2 separate regions of the Mus musculus genome follow, and region 2 is linked to region 1. A link is a contact called in public HiChIP or PLAC-seq data. All regions are on one chromosome and are shown on one strand. Each heading gives the region's core, a stretch centred on a gene start, on an enhancer-like site or on the middle of the called end of the contact. The rest is flanking DNA. Distances are from core to core; before and after follow the strand shown.

Region 1 (7,385 bases), core at 1,632-4,131:
TTCAGCTTACCACATGGCCAGTGTCATAGGTCTGTGTTAGACTAGGCTAAAGAACATATTTTATACATTAACTTAATTAGAGTTGCACATGGTGAGCATATTTTTTAATTTTAAAAATGTAACTGCCAAAAATATTCAAATCAGTAAAGCAAAATGAAATGATGCATTAATTTCCTTATTTTTCATAATTAATTTAAAAAGTACTGACAAGTATGGATAAAGACATTTTTGCATGCATTTTAAGAACCCACAGATAACACTTTCATTTAATAAATATTATTCAACATCATTTTAATTTTATATTTGGAATTCTAATGTGGAAGTTGCATTTCTTTTATTTATGTTAAGTGCATGCCACTCAAGATTCCATGTAAATCGAGGCTTGTGCTCCAAAGGGCATAATAAATCTGTATTCTGAGGCAAGTATTAGTGACCATGGCCACATAGCATGTTTTGAGGTTACCATGGAGGGGCATGTTTCCCTGTGAGATAGGTGATACCGAAGTTGGTAGCAAATGAATGTTAAAAGGAATGAGAAATACAGACCAAGCCTTTTTTTGTTTGTTTGTTTTTTAAAGTTTTTGAGGTGTGGTCATCTGTAACTCAGGCTGGCCTAGAATTCACGTATAGTCCAGGCAGATTTAGGGATCCTGATTCTCCTGAATCTCCATTCCGAGTGTTGAGATTACAGGTGCCTACCATTTCTGTTCCATTTGTCTCTTAATAACAAAAGTCCTTCTCTCTAGTAGTGAACTATTAAATAGTCAATCATCTACGGTGCTCAGCATAGATGCAGCTTCCATGGAAACCCTCAGATTGGGGTGTGTAGAAAATGCACTGACCCCGTCTAAACTTAGATCAGTTGTCTGCTAGAGCTTTGTCAGAGTTCTCTCCATTAAATGTTTTCTCACTAAAGAGCATATATTTTTTCAACTTAGAAATAACTATGCAATGAAATGATACTGATATCTACCGTCAATAGATCAATTCATTCCAACACCCTGTAAGATTTTTGCAATATATAAATAACACTTATCACATACTAGAATGCTACTTTTAAGGTGGAAAAAATGCAAGATAAATATCATAAATATTACTCTAAGAAGGACTTGTAAGAAGTACAGTAAGTGAGAGAATGTAAGCATTGGGCACCTTTAGAGGGAAGGGACGACTTACCATCTTACCAGCACAATTGTCATTAAAACACTGGCATTTGTGCAGACACTCTCAAGCTAAGTGTGAAGACAGGAGAACATAATTCTAAACAAAAGGAACAGCTATGTTCAGAGCAATGCTATGGGCAGACCTGGGGAGAGTGCAGGGATAAGAGGATCTCTGGAATGGCTGTCTTGTCTCCTCAGTTTCTTTATTTTATCCTTTAAAAAAAATGTTTTATATGCACAGACATGCAAAGCTGCTACCCACCTATGAAAGAGACTATGTAGTATTTGTCTAATCTAATATAATGCTTTCCAGATATGGGCATTTTCTTGCAAAATGTGCTTTTTCTTACAGTTGAGCAGAATCATACTGTGTATGTATGCCACATTTTCCTTATTTGGTGTTCACCTATGCTGATTTTATTTCCTTTCTATTTTGAATAGAGAAGCAGATGAGCAAGGGTGAGCAATCCTTTGTGAATGTGTGTACTGGAATGACAGTTCCATGTTTGACTTTCTGAGGAACCTGCCCACCAATTTCCACAGGGGTTGTAATACTCCCAACACCAGTTAGTTCCTTATCACCCATCTTCTTGCTCCAAGAGTTCTCCCTCTGCACCTGCAGGAAGTGCTTCACCACAGCCTACTTCTCTATTTTCATCAAGAATACTTCACATTCTCATGTAAGGACATGTTCTGAGCAAGGTAGGCTCAGCATTAAAGAGCAATGTACTGTCTTTTTGTACTGGTTCCCTAGGGTGCAGTGCCCCTACTGACCTATGACTGTTTAAGTCCCTGGTCTTTATTGCTTGTCTAAGGGAGACAATGCAGTATTCAAAACAGAAGTTCAATTTGTAATGCATATTCTAATGTTAGAATGTGTTAAAATGGGGTAATTGGCATCTGAGAAGAGACCCTGGGACCCTCATTGGCCTAACTGGTTAAAAACTCTGTAAAACACTAGGAGCCCAAGATGCACACATACTCTGTCACTTCAGATCAGGATACAAACTTTTATTAGACACCTCCTATCCATCATTTTGATATTAGAAATCCAAGAACTTAGAACCTTGAAGAAATGAATGAAACTCTTTACAAACAAACTTGCAAACGTGAAAGAATACTCTGAAGACTTTTTAAAAAGAGCAGAAACAGATCATGTGCGTCATGATTAATTGTGTGTGTGAAGTTGGAAACCTTTCTTAATATCCAGGTCACATTTCCAAATAGATATATTTTTTTTTGCTATTATCTAATTGCAGTACATTTGATTATGCCAAGGACCAGACTCAGCTTGGAGCAGGGTTCCTGAGAGAGGGATGTCTGGGAATGGTGAAGTAAATGTCTAGAAGTCAAATCAAGGGTCCAGGCTGATGACTTATGATCTATTTGAGACAGCTTTTCAGATTGATCACTCTTTCTGTGTGTGTTCTGCTTGAGACAGTTTTCTCTTGCTATTCTAAAAACTCTGGACAGCTCATCTTCTCAAGATCAAAAGCCCAGTCTTTTATTTACATATTAATGCAGTCTTTACCCTTTTGATTATCCCATGAAAGAGCATATCACAGCCCCAGGATTCTTAGAAAGAGACAAAAAACACAAGCACAGACAATAAGACAGCTGAGTGGGACCCCACCCTGAAATTATCATTCCTACCATGCTTGGGCCTGGACCTTAAACTCCCACCTTATAGACTGACCTTGAATTCAGGAATCTGCATGCCTTTCTAGGCTTAAACAACAACAATACAGTTGAGTGGGCTCTAGTCCTGTGATCACCACTCCCTACATCTCTTTATCTTCCTCCTTAGTATCTTTCTGTCAAGTTGGCTCATAGTGTAGCTGCCATCTGTGAAGCTCTTTATACAATTCATATTGCATTCATATATTCTGCATAGTTGAGAAATTATATATTTTTGAACTCATGTTTTTAGAGTTCTTTCTCATAGCCTTAAGGGGTGTCCTAAAGGTTACATCATTTCACTATTTTGCTGAATCATTAGACACACCCTCAGCTTCCAGACTCTTGCTGTCTCTGATTATCATGGTGTCATTAACCTTGGCAGAGTGGCATTCCTTGAAGGAGGAGAGTTAAAATACATACATTATTATACAAACAAGCCTTAAGCCCACAGCAACCATCAACACCCTGTGGAGGCCCACATCTTGCTGGCTCTGTTCTAGGGACAGGAACCATATCATTCTGTTCCTTATATGTCCAAGCAGGACTCATCATGACTGAGTTATAGAAACAAAAAGGACAGAAAACATACCAAGATGGTAAACTGAAATGAAACACTCAAAGAGCAATGGTGTTGACCAGAAAACAGTTTTTTAGATCATAATCTAAATCCAGGTAGATACATGGAATTTTATGGGTCCCATCTGTCCCTAAAACTTTTATCTCAGATCCTGTCTTCTTCCATGTTTGTGTGTTCCTTCATCAATCTCTAAATCCCTACCTTGTGCCGAATGACTTGGTTGCCTAATTTCTGAGATTCTGGTTAGCTCAACTGCAGTCTGCCTTACATTGTTTTCTTTGGAGTTGGCTGAATATTTTATCTGTTTTTCTCGTTCATCCTGTGTTAAACCTGAGGACTGAGTAAAAATCATAGAAAGCCCCACTGTACCTAAGAGGGAAGTAAGACAGTACACAAGATTGACAGTAACCATGTTGCCACCCCTTTGGTGGGCATTTGTTGCCCTAAAAGGCTTCCAGTAATTAAATTAATATTTCAAAGTCCAGGAGATGTTCTAGAGTTTAGTAGTATTGTCAATTTTCTTTTTCAAGTCTCAACCCTACAAAATGAGTGGACAGCATTCTGGAAAGAGAAAGAAACTTTCCTCCCCATCTAGTAATGAAGACATTTTTAAATCAATGATTGAACATGATTTTCAAGGTGGTAAAAATCTAATGTGTTTCTCTGCTTTTTACATTAAGGTAACGATTTGGCAGTCACAAAGCAATCTTGGCCATGTATCTGAAAACATAAAACCCAAACACTTGTAACTGCCAGGTCTCTAATTTTCTGCTTGTCACACCGAGGTGTACAAACTAGGAAGATAGTCTATTTTGTGTAACTTCAGTCAGCCACAGCAGCTAAGATGGAATTTTATGTGGCCTATTCCCACCTATAGGTTCCCAACAGCTTCCTACTCTCACTGTGTACTATAAAGAAACAAAATACTCATAACCTGACAACAGAAAAAAAAAAAAAAACAAAAAACAAAACAAAAAAAAAAAACAGAATCTTGCCTGGAGAATGAATGGCCCTCCTCATAAATTTTACAGATTAAAAGCTATTTATCTGTAATAAAAATGTTTAAATATAATTATTTGTACAGCAATTAAAGTATTGTGTTGATTTGTAATCAACTTGGTATTTTTAGGAATAAATCATGGGCTAAAGAGTTCAATCCCAGCACTTGGGAGACAAAGAAAGGCAGATTTCTGAGTTCGAGGCCAGCCTGGTCTACAGAGTCAGTTCCAGGACAGTCAGGGCTACATAGAGAAACCCTGTCTCAAAAAAACAAACAAAAAAAACCAAACAAACCAAAAAAAAAAAAAAAAACCAAAAAGAAATGTGTGTGTGTGTGTGTGTGTGAGAGAGAGAGAGAGAGAGAGAGAGAGAGAGAGAGAAAGATCACACCTTCAAGTACTATGTGTAGATCTACAGCAGCAACCTCTCTCCTCTCTGAAGAACAGAGTTGGGTTCTCATGCTCTGTGACTCACACGCTGATAAAACAGTCAGTGGACAGAATGTGGGCCTGCTTCCTTGAATGGAAGTCAAACATGCTACCATGTCAACTGCCTCTTATAAGATTGTAAAATACATCTTGAAAAAAAAAAGTTATGATGCCCATAAAGGATGATTTATAAGAGCATTGCAATGGAGACTCAATGGAGAAGGAGAAATTTGGTGATTAACTTCAACAAGAACTATGGTTTTCTATCAAGGAATGTTTCATGGGTAGCAGTACCTGTAGATTGGAAAATTTCTAAGGCAAATTACAGGGGTAAATGGAATCTCCAATTGACATATTCCACTAAGGATAGTCTGTGTTGAGAAGACAAAGCTAGAAGTAGGTGATAAGTTTTAGGCACAGAGATGGACAGAAACAAAGGAAGAATGATGTCTGGCTCATTGACCTTAATTCTACAAGGACACTGAGAGTGAAACAAAATTCAGGGTATATTGACCTTAATTCTACAAGGACACTGACAGTGAAACAAAGTTCAGGTTAGGCCAACAACAGGCTTAACTCTGATCAAAGCTGGATCAAAGCCAGTATCTGTCAGATATTATTAATTTAGAAACATATATGATTATACTGAGCGTCTTCTGAGCAGCCTTTGTTTAATGACTGATGGATTAAAATCAATTTTCACATCCTTTCCCTTGCTCCTAAGTTTTGCTCTGAATTTGAGCTGAAGAGAAAAAAAAATTTCCACATTACTTAAGGACGAAGGTGGTATTTGTAACAGATAAAAGGCATAAGTGATAACAGTTCCTAAGGAAAGAAATCATTTGAGTAAATGTCTGAAACATCTAACAATGATTCTCTGGGCCATTAACCACCAGAGCAGTTTACATGTCTTATAGGAGAAAAGTGAGCAAACTGGATCTTGGTTGTTGTTTCCATACCAACTCTACTGAAAGTTTAAGTGAGCCACAGTTTACCAACATTTTCAAAGCCCTGAATAAATAAAGACAAATGAGATTAATAATGAGTTTAAAATTGACAAAAATCATTAGTCTACAGAGATGTTTCTGTGTATTTAGATCCCATCTGATATCCACCATGTTACTGCTCATGCCAATGTAGATGCCGGCAATTAGCTGTGAGCTGCCGTAGCCCTGTTAGCCGAAACACAGATCAATGCTGCTATTATGAAGACAAAATCAGCACACCAAAATGCTTTCCTCACGCTGTCTAACATCATCCATATTGATGTTTTCTGTCAATATATAATAATACACTGTCACACTTGATGGGACAGGAGGAACCGATTACACAGAAATTGTACTGGAATATGTTTTTAGGCATTGTTTCTCAGCAACAGTGTAATCAAAGTGCTTATTGATTCAGAAACTGACTGCCTGTCCCCACACGATGTACGAGGCAGCAGCATATGTTACTTATTCTTATTCATTTCACAGTTGTGTTTAAAGGTGTTAATAAAAGGAAAAAATATGTAATTCATTCTTGTATTCCCCTCTTGTCTTTACTTCTTTGGCAAAATCCATAAAATTGTCAATGATTCTTCACCTTCTGTCTACAAACCTGAAGGTTTTGTTTTTTATGATTCATCTATGAATGATCCTATTTCCTTAACTGTTTTCCTCACCCTAATCTGAAAGATTATCTTCTCTTATCTAGATCTAGGTTGCTCGTCTGTACTTGTAGCCAATTTTCATGTCGTCTCACTGAATTACCAAAACACCAGTATCTAGATGCTACACTTCCATTCAGAGTATACATATGTGTGTATGTGTGTGTGTGTGTATGTATGTATGTATATATATATATATATATATATATATATATATATATATATGTTTGTGTGTGTGTGTGTGTGTGTGTATGTGTATATATGTATGTGTATGTATGTATATATGTGTATGTGTGCATGTATGTGTTTGTGTATATATATGTATGTATGTATTTGTATGTGTGTATGTATGTGTGTATGTATGTATGTATATGTATGTGTATATATGTATGTGTGTATATATGTATGTGTGTATATATGTGTGTATGTATGTGTGTATGTATGTATGTATGTATGTATGGTGGGAAAGTTCACAATGTATTCCAAAGCTCAATATTTTACCATTTTCTGAATCTCTTCCACCCAAGCATGTTTCATTCTCAGCCAGGCTTTGTCTCCTATGACATTCCTGTCTTCAAGTGGCCATTTGCCATCTTGAGATCTTGAAAGACACCCCTTTCTCTATTATTTTGGGTACCTCCTATACACTATAAAGCCAAATTTCCATTTGAGTGTTTGTGATGGTTATGATTAGATGTTAACTCAACCAAATGCTAGAATTCCTTGGGATACAGGTCTTTGGCCATGACTGTCAAGAATTTCCCTAACTGAGTTAATGGAGATATAAAGAACTATCATGAATGTGGGTGGAACCCATGAGCTATAATCTGCTCCACATGGAAAGGAAAAATAAAGCTGTACATGACATATACACTCATCGTCTGCTTTCT
Region 2 (7,385 bases), core at 3,363-5,862, 360 kb after region 1:
TTTATATTGAGTAAGAACTTTTGACAAATTATGAAATAGAACAATAAAATGGTATACTTATTTGGGAATATAACATTATTAGTTTTTCACCATATAATTGAAAACATCAAATTTGATGTTTCTGTTTTAATTCATATACCAGATGCTCCTACAAACTTTTGAAAGTGAAAAGGATCATTAAGATTATTACATGAAAGTTATTGCTTATAACCCATGAAAATATGCAATGAAATGTAGTTAAATCTCTCATCTTACAAGCAAAAAAGAATAAAGATTTTAGTGTTTGAGAATGTTTTTTCTCTCATACTTAGATGATTCCCAGTTGAAGTTCTTAGATTACATTTGTGGCATCTCTCTGGAATGTGGGGAACTTTGGGGAACAACTTGGGCACCATCCCCACCCACCCTAGCAGCTCAGAGACCTCTGTGCTGCTGTGACTCACTGCTTAGATGGAATGACACCACCACTAGCCAATAACTCCCCTCCCTTTTATTTGATATTCATTTCTCAGTCTGCCTACCCTGTAGGTCTAATGTAAGAAAGACGGGCACAGAGGCACCTCTTCCTGGAAGGCAGTTAATTACTTAAAGCTGAGACTTGTCATTTTAACTCTGATCTAAATCTAAGAGGTCCCTCCCCTTCACCTCCTTCACCATAGCCATTAGCAAAGAACCACACGTGGGGAAAGCACACATAGCACACACTAAGAAGAGCTGGCCACAGTGTATGGCCACAGCACAGTACACGAGGGACATGATAAGGAGTTCAGTTGGGGCTAATTATTACCCCCCTTCCATTCATCTAACTGGATCTCCTCAAGGAATCAGGGCCAAGAATCTGCTAGATGAGGAGTACTTCTGTCTCTGTAAACTTCAAGGCAGTATGGGTGTGGGCCACAGCACTGCCTCATCAGTGTGTGTGCGCACTCTCAAGTGCGTGTGTGTGGGGGGGCAGGGGGTTCATACACAAATGTCTATACTTATGACCTCTGACTGAATGGTCAGTTCTTAACTTGCAATGGTTTGCTTCTGTGAGGCAGGATATTTAGCAATGTCAGTGAATAATAGCACAGTGGCTAAGTCCTGGTGCTGTTAACTTTTACCTACTGAGGTTGCAGTGCTACTGAGTGAGCATTTACCAAAGCAATCCTAGTTGCCTGTTTCCAAATTTTTAAGGGGGCTAGGCTGAGAATCTCTAATAATTCCCTAAGGGTGGTGGTTCTGTTGGTTTGTTTTTAATGTTTCACAATGACTTGAAAATCCATCAAACTTAAGCCTATTTAACTCAAAATGAATCACTGTGCAAGTGAGAGACCCTTAGCCTGGTTGGACAGTGCTCTGACTGATGCCTTCAAGAACTACAATATACTCTTACTCTCAGGGCTTTCAAGTGGATGCTAGGTCCTGTCCTGCCTAAGATTTTTCTGCCCTATATTTTCATAATATCGATCTCATTTGCACCACCAAACCTTAAATGAAAATTCTAAAGACATAACAGTCTCCTTTCCAATATACCACGGAGTGTTTAAAAACATAGGCCATAGGTAAGAGGAAAAATCAGTGTAAACCGATGGACAAGTATCTACCATCACTACTTGGCTCTACATGGCTGTTCCACATCAACTCCATATTGGTACTTTCAATTCTTTATATGGAGGAACTTGAGGTTTAGAAACAGCGAAATGCATGCTTACAAAGTAAGACACCCCATGATATCTGACCTGGGTACCATCCCATGACATCCTCTCAGGTAGTCACCATCCATTTGAAGACAGTGTGGCCTTCTATTCTACAGGTAGGGTTTTCTACCATTTTCATTTTCTTACATGGTTTTACTCTATAGTTTCCTCAACAGGAGCAAAGAATTCCAGAGTTTATATCTCTACTGGGAAGAATTCAGAGGCCTCAGAAGCAAATGCTAGGAAACCTGAAAAATACCCTCAGATGTGAACCCTCAGAAGGGTCAAATGGTAAGCCTGCAATAACATGAGGATAAACTTATTTCCCATTTCCCTGTTTAATCAGAGGGCAGCATAAAAGCACTGGGCTAGAGCAACTGCCTGACATGCATTCCTTAATTGTGACATACTTACAAATAAACTCTAAGATCGCAACATTTATCACCTTGGCTTCTCTTTTGCTTACATTGGTTCTGTAAGAGTTAAGTATTTTCTGATCATCGACTAGAAGCCCAGATAGAAACCAGAAAGAGGAAAGGAAACTCATTGCCTTTAAATAGAAGTGGCTCCAGTTTCGGTCTAGGAGCCTGAAGGGTTGTTGTACATATTAAAATTGCTGTAGAGCTCACTCCCTGGCCACAGAATCCCCCCATCCTATCCAACACCCCCCACTACCACTGCTGAAGATGTTAGTTAGTCTCTGGGGAAAGCAGTTAGGAAAGGATGTCTTTCAGTGGCTTGTACTCTGAAGGCGCTGGCTCTTCCATCCCTGCATACAATATCCTTAAACTTTGGCTCAATGCCAGAAACTGAGGCTTCTGCCTCTTTTCATTGGCGTCTAGTTTATCGATAGCGAAATAATACCGCATGGAACTAGTTGGCCACGTAGTGGGAAGTCAAGCCTTCTAATACCTCGTTTGTCCTAGATAATTTTAAGCTTTATCCAGAGTGCACTGCCAAGAATGTTAAATGAAGTACACAAGAGGAGAGCTTTAGGTATCTGGCATCAATATTAGTGGGAGGCTGCCATTTGACAATAATTTCCCTAGCACAGCAGACGGTAAAGAAAAATGTTTTCATTCATCCGCAAATGACTAACATTTTATTGATGTTTCGAAATGCGGCTGAATACTACCGCACTTTCAATTCCCGAGCGGGTTCTGAGAATTAAGCCTGAATACTAATCACATCAGTAGCTCCTGCTGCAAACCTCTCCGTTAATTGCTGAGCCTCGCAGGGAATCTTCTGCAGGGTGGTGATGTTGCTTAGAGGCTCCTGGATAGTCAGTCTGGGTGGTCCCGGGTGATGTGAATTGCTGGCCCTACCCCATCTATCCTTAGACAACGTGATAAATAAAAATAAAAAATAAAAAGCCACCTTGGGTACCACCAACATCTATGACTCCTGCCTGCCTCATCAAGAGCTCAGTCTGGGGAGGAAGCCGGATGCTGACCCCTGCAGAGATCCTTGCTTCAGTGCGCTCTGCCGCGGGGCCCTGCTGGCGTTCAGAAAAAAATAAAAGAATAAAATAAATAAATAAATAAATAAATAAATAAATAAATAAAGGAGTTCAAATGAGCACCAGTGAAAGACGAATGTGTTTTGTAAATACCGCTACAGGCGGAAGGTGGGGGAAACCAAGTGGTGAGGGTAAGTTATTTCTAACCACCAGCTTCCCAAACTCCTCATGGGCACTGGAATCGCTGTTCTGGATTCAGATTCTCTCATTGATTTGCAAATCGCCTGGAAGACCTCTAGGATCTTAGGGTTGAAAATGAGTGCCAGAAAGGGGGTGGGGGGGGGGGAAGAGTGGACTATGGGGTGACCCCCGTGCCTTGTACCCTGTTTTGCCCTGACCTGGGCGTAGGCTAGCAGATCCGCGGGACACTGCTTGCCCCTTGAGGGGTTGAGGTTACTGCTCAAAGGATGCAGGTCCACCCCAACTGGGAGGCGGTGAAAAAAAAAAATACAACTGGGACTCTTTAAAGCCGAGGAATGCCTTGGCTTCAACCGAATGCGCAAGCCTTCCGCCCAGTAGGCTCAAATGGGTTAAACTGCCTCTTACATAACAGGACCGCCTAGCTCCACACAATTAAAACACTGATTGCAGCCTCCTCCAACTCTGCATCCCAGTAAGGCCCGCCCATCCCTCCCGTTGCGCCTGCGTGTCGCGCGCTCCCGGGCCCAGCACGCGCCCTGCACACTCCATCTCCCTCTCACAAGTGGACACTCTGTGCTGACACCACACGCGCACACACACTCATGCGCAAGTTAGTATCAAGACGCACAGAGAAGGGCAGGCGTTCTCCAGTACGCACAGGCGGACTCACACACGCACTAGCTTTCGGTCGGCATGCCCGAATCACTATACTGTCCCCGTAAAGCAGCAGCGCCGCCACAATCCCTGCTTATCTCCAAGAGAGGGTGAAAAGAAATACCCCCACTAAAGGAAAAATAAGGAACGGAGGGAAGGAAACAGGAAGGGGAGAGAAGAGAGGAGAGGAGAGGAGAGGAGAGGAGAGGAGAGGAGAGGAGAGGAGAGGAGAGGGGAGGGGAGGGGAGGGGAGGGGAGGGGAGGGGAGGGGAGGGGAGAGGAGAGGAGAGGAGAGGAGAGGAGAGGAAGAGAGAGAAGAGAGAGCTAACTGGCAGTTTATTAACAGCGCTATTAGCTAGTCAGGATTAAAAAAAAAATACAAGACAACAACAAAAAAAGCCAACTCACTCAGTCTCAGGCGTCATGATGGCGCCGACCCCAACTTGAGCACTTTAAAGTCGGGGGCCCGAGGAGCCGAAAGCACCAGAGGGCAGGCCTGGCCCTTATGCCCTGACTTCCCAGCCCCGCGGCTCGCAAAGCTCTCTAGTTCGCGCTGCCAAGCCGGACTAGACCTCGGCGTATCCTCAGTCGCCCTAGCTTCCCAGTCCCTCTTCTTTCCTCTTTTTGATCTATCTCTTTCGCTTCTCCGGCCCCCCTCCCTGCCTGGTCCTCCATCCCTGGGCGGGGTTGCTACGGAAACGGCCGCTTGGCAACGCGCGCGAGCCCGGGGGCCGCCGGCCGCTGCTGCGCCCCGCGCTGCCTGCGCCGCCTCCCGCGCTCTGCTCGCAGCCTCGCAGGACGGTGTGCGGCCGCCAGGGATTAGCCACGCTCCGGACGCGGCCGGGCGCCCCGAAGGAGGTGGAGCGCGGTGCCAGGGGGCGGGAGGGGAGGGAGGGAAGGCAAGCTGCAGAGGAGCAGAAAGGAGGCGAGGCCGGGGAAAGAGGGAAACTACGCCCGACAACTAGGGAGGGGGCGAGAAAGAGAAGAAACCCACCCACCCACTCAGAAAAAGGAAAAGAGGAAAAAAAATCTCGTGTGGCGCGCCGCCTGGTTATCGGGCAGCCTCGCCAGCAGCAGGGGGTGGGAGCCGACGCTGCCGGAGAGCGAGCAGCCTGGCAGGCACGGACATGGTGCTCCTGGCGCAGGGCGCTTGTTGCTCGAACCAGTGGCTGGCGGCGGTGCTTCTGAGCCTGTGCTCTTGCCTCCCGGCCGGGCAGAGCGTGGACTTCCCTTGGGCGGCCGTGGACAACATGCTGGTGAGGAAAGGTGACACAGCGGTGCTCAGGTAGGGACCGCGCGCCCTCTCTACACTTGCCTCAGTCTGTCTTTCCGTCCCTTTCCCTCTCTGCACCTTGCTTTACACCCAGAGTGAATCCTGCTGTTGCTCACGAGCAAAAACACCACACCTCAGGCTAGCCACGCATGACCCTTCCTGGGCTTCTCGGACCCCGGGGCAGGGGTCTGGCTGGATTAGGGAGAGAGGGAAAAGCGCTTTCCAAGCAGCCCGGGCTTAGGAAGTGTGGGGCTTGAAGGAGGGGCAGGTGCCACTTTGGAGCCAGGTCTCCGCTCTGCTGCCAGCGGTACTCCAGGAGTCTGACAAGTTTACAGGGCTTGTTTCTGCTTCACTCCGTAAGCGACTTTTCTCAACTGCTGGCTCTGTGCTCCATTTATTTTCCCTCTCACTTGAACAGTAAGATCCAAATATTCCATTCAGCTTTTTTCCCCCTCCTGTAGCTGCTTTCCTTCTGTGTTTCCCTCTTCCTCTGTCCCCTATCCCATTTCTCCAACTCCCTCTTCAGTCACCCCTATTGCCTCCAGTCTCTGGTTTACTCCTATGCTATAGTGTTCCCAGTGTTTCCCTCACACCTTAGTTCCTGTCATTCCTTATTCTCCCTGTTTTTCCAGATTTCCCTTTCCACTAATTTCCGGTCCTCACCATAGCCCTTGTCTTCCCCTCCCAGACCATCATCTGTCTCCAGCTTTGCCTCCCATGCACTTTTCTGTCACACCCACACTCAAGGTCCAGTACCATATTCAGATCCCATAAATCTCGATTTTATGAGCACACTCCCTCTCAGCTCTCCCATCCTCTCATACACTGGCACTTCCCTCCTGTGAGAAATGATTCACACTCAGAACCCCCCCCCCCAGTGTTTAAAGGATGCACACTCCACACTCACTCCACACGTGCACCCCCCAACCCCCAACACACACTTCCCTTTCTCTTCTGTCTGTAGTTTTGCCTCTTGTCTTCCCCTATTTTCACTGAGCTGAGCATGAACAGAGTGTTTGTCGGTGAAAGGTCTCCCTAGCCTGTTTTCCTCAGAAGCCACACTACCAAGTATGCCCAGGGGAAGATTTCCTTTCCCATTGGATATAAATTGATGACCAGTCAAGCTTAGCGCTAAACAGGGCTCCCTGCCCTGCCTTGCTCTTCACTTCCCATAGACCCACCTACACTGTCCCCCTGCCTCCCCCCCCCAAAAAAAAAAACCTGGCTTGCTTTGCCAATATCCCTGGAAGATCTTCACTCTCTCCACTGGGTGGTAGTTTGCTTTTGAGTACAGATTACAGGGAGCCAGTATAATACATGCATGTCTAAGGTGGGGAAGAATGCTTATTTATGGTTGAAACAGGCAACGTTTTAAATTTAAGGATGTAGGTTTCAGGCATGACTTAAAGCTTTTTAATTGTTTTTGAGGCCAATTACACAGGACAATTTTAATATATGCTAATACCTTATTTTAAGAATATATTATTCTTGTTAAGTGTCGGAGAACACAAAAGTAATGCATTTCTGCTACAGTATAGAAGAATAACTTTTCATTTTGGACAAGGGTGAGGCGTGCTTTATCATGGAGCAGCTGAGAATTGAATACCTTTTTACTCATGTTCTTAGTTTCTTTGTAAGTTTGATCATCAGCTTTGGAGGCAAGCTCAGTTACAGAAACTGAAATGTGCGTGTGTTTGCAGTAGCAAATGGCTAAAATATGGCAAGCATTACCGTTTTCAGCCTGAAGGATTTGATCTCTCACTCACATTGTGGTGATAAATCTTGGCAATCCCCTTCGTAATGAGCAGTTTAATAAGTGTTACGGTCAACGGAAGTATCTATCGGGAGCCTGCTCTGCTTCCAGGAGACCTTCACTCTGACAGTGTAGATCTCCAGGCTTGTGGGGAGCATTCTTACAGTGCTGAGTTTGGTGTGCTTCTTGCTTGCTTACAGGCTTCAGACCTCATCCTTGTATGACGAACCTCGAGCTTTGTAGCATTTTAGAGAACTCTCGACTCTCGAAACTTCCCAGTGATATTGTCTATATTTTAAATATCGTCTTTGTCACTGGAAGCAAATTCTATCTGCTTTATTCTTTTACATCAATTTTACAATCCTA

The links. HiChIP or PLAC-seq counts read pairs in DNA pulled down with a chosen protein or histone mark.
Region 2: an H3K27ac HiChIP or PLAC-seq map of embryonic stem cells shows a contact between it and region 1, with 5 read pairs. The contact joins the promoter of 4930570G19Rik here to the enhancer-like site in region 1. A contact is called at or near these places in 4 of 39 promoter capture datasets (embryonic stem cells, hippocampal neurons, pre-B cells and 1 more) and 2 of 115 datasets of contacts at active chromatin or transcription factors (embryonic forebrain and embryonic stem cells).

The regions. Positions count from the first base shown.
Region 1 is chr3:156,197,095-156,204,479 of GRCm38.p6, forward strand. No RefSeq gene overlaps it. Among named protein-coding and RNA genes, the nearest start is that of Gm33311, 180 kb to the right of the region's middle. Within about 2 kb of position 2,882, at least 9 of the 459 cell types and tissues checked have an H3K27ac peak or open chromatin away from gene starts, as enhancers often do. A contact at or near this core is called in embryonic stem cells, where this site is marked.
Region 2 is chr3:156,557,075-156,564,459 of GRCm38.p6, forward strand. It overlaps 4930570G19Rik (RIKEN cDNA 4930570G19 gene), which reads right to left and starts at 4,613. Exons shown (of 4, transcript NR_040399.1): 1 at 4,402-4,613. Negr1 (neuronal growth regulator 1) reads left to right here and starts at 4,720. Exons shown (of 7, transcript NM_001039094.3): 1 at 4,720-5,278. The coding sequence starts at 5,121.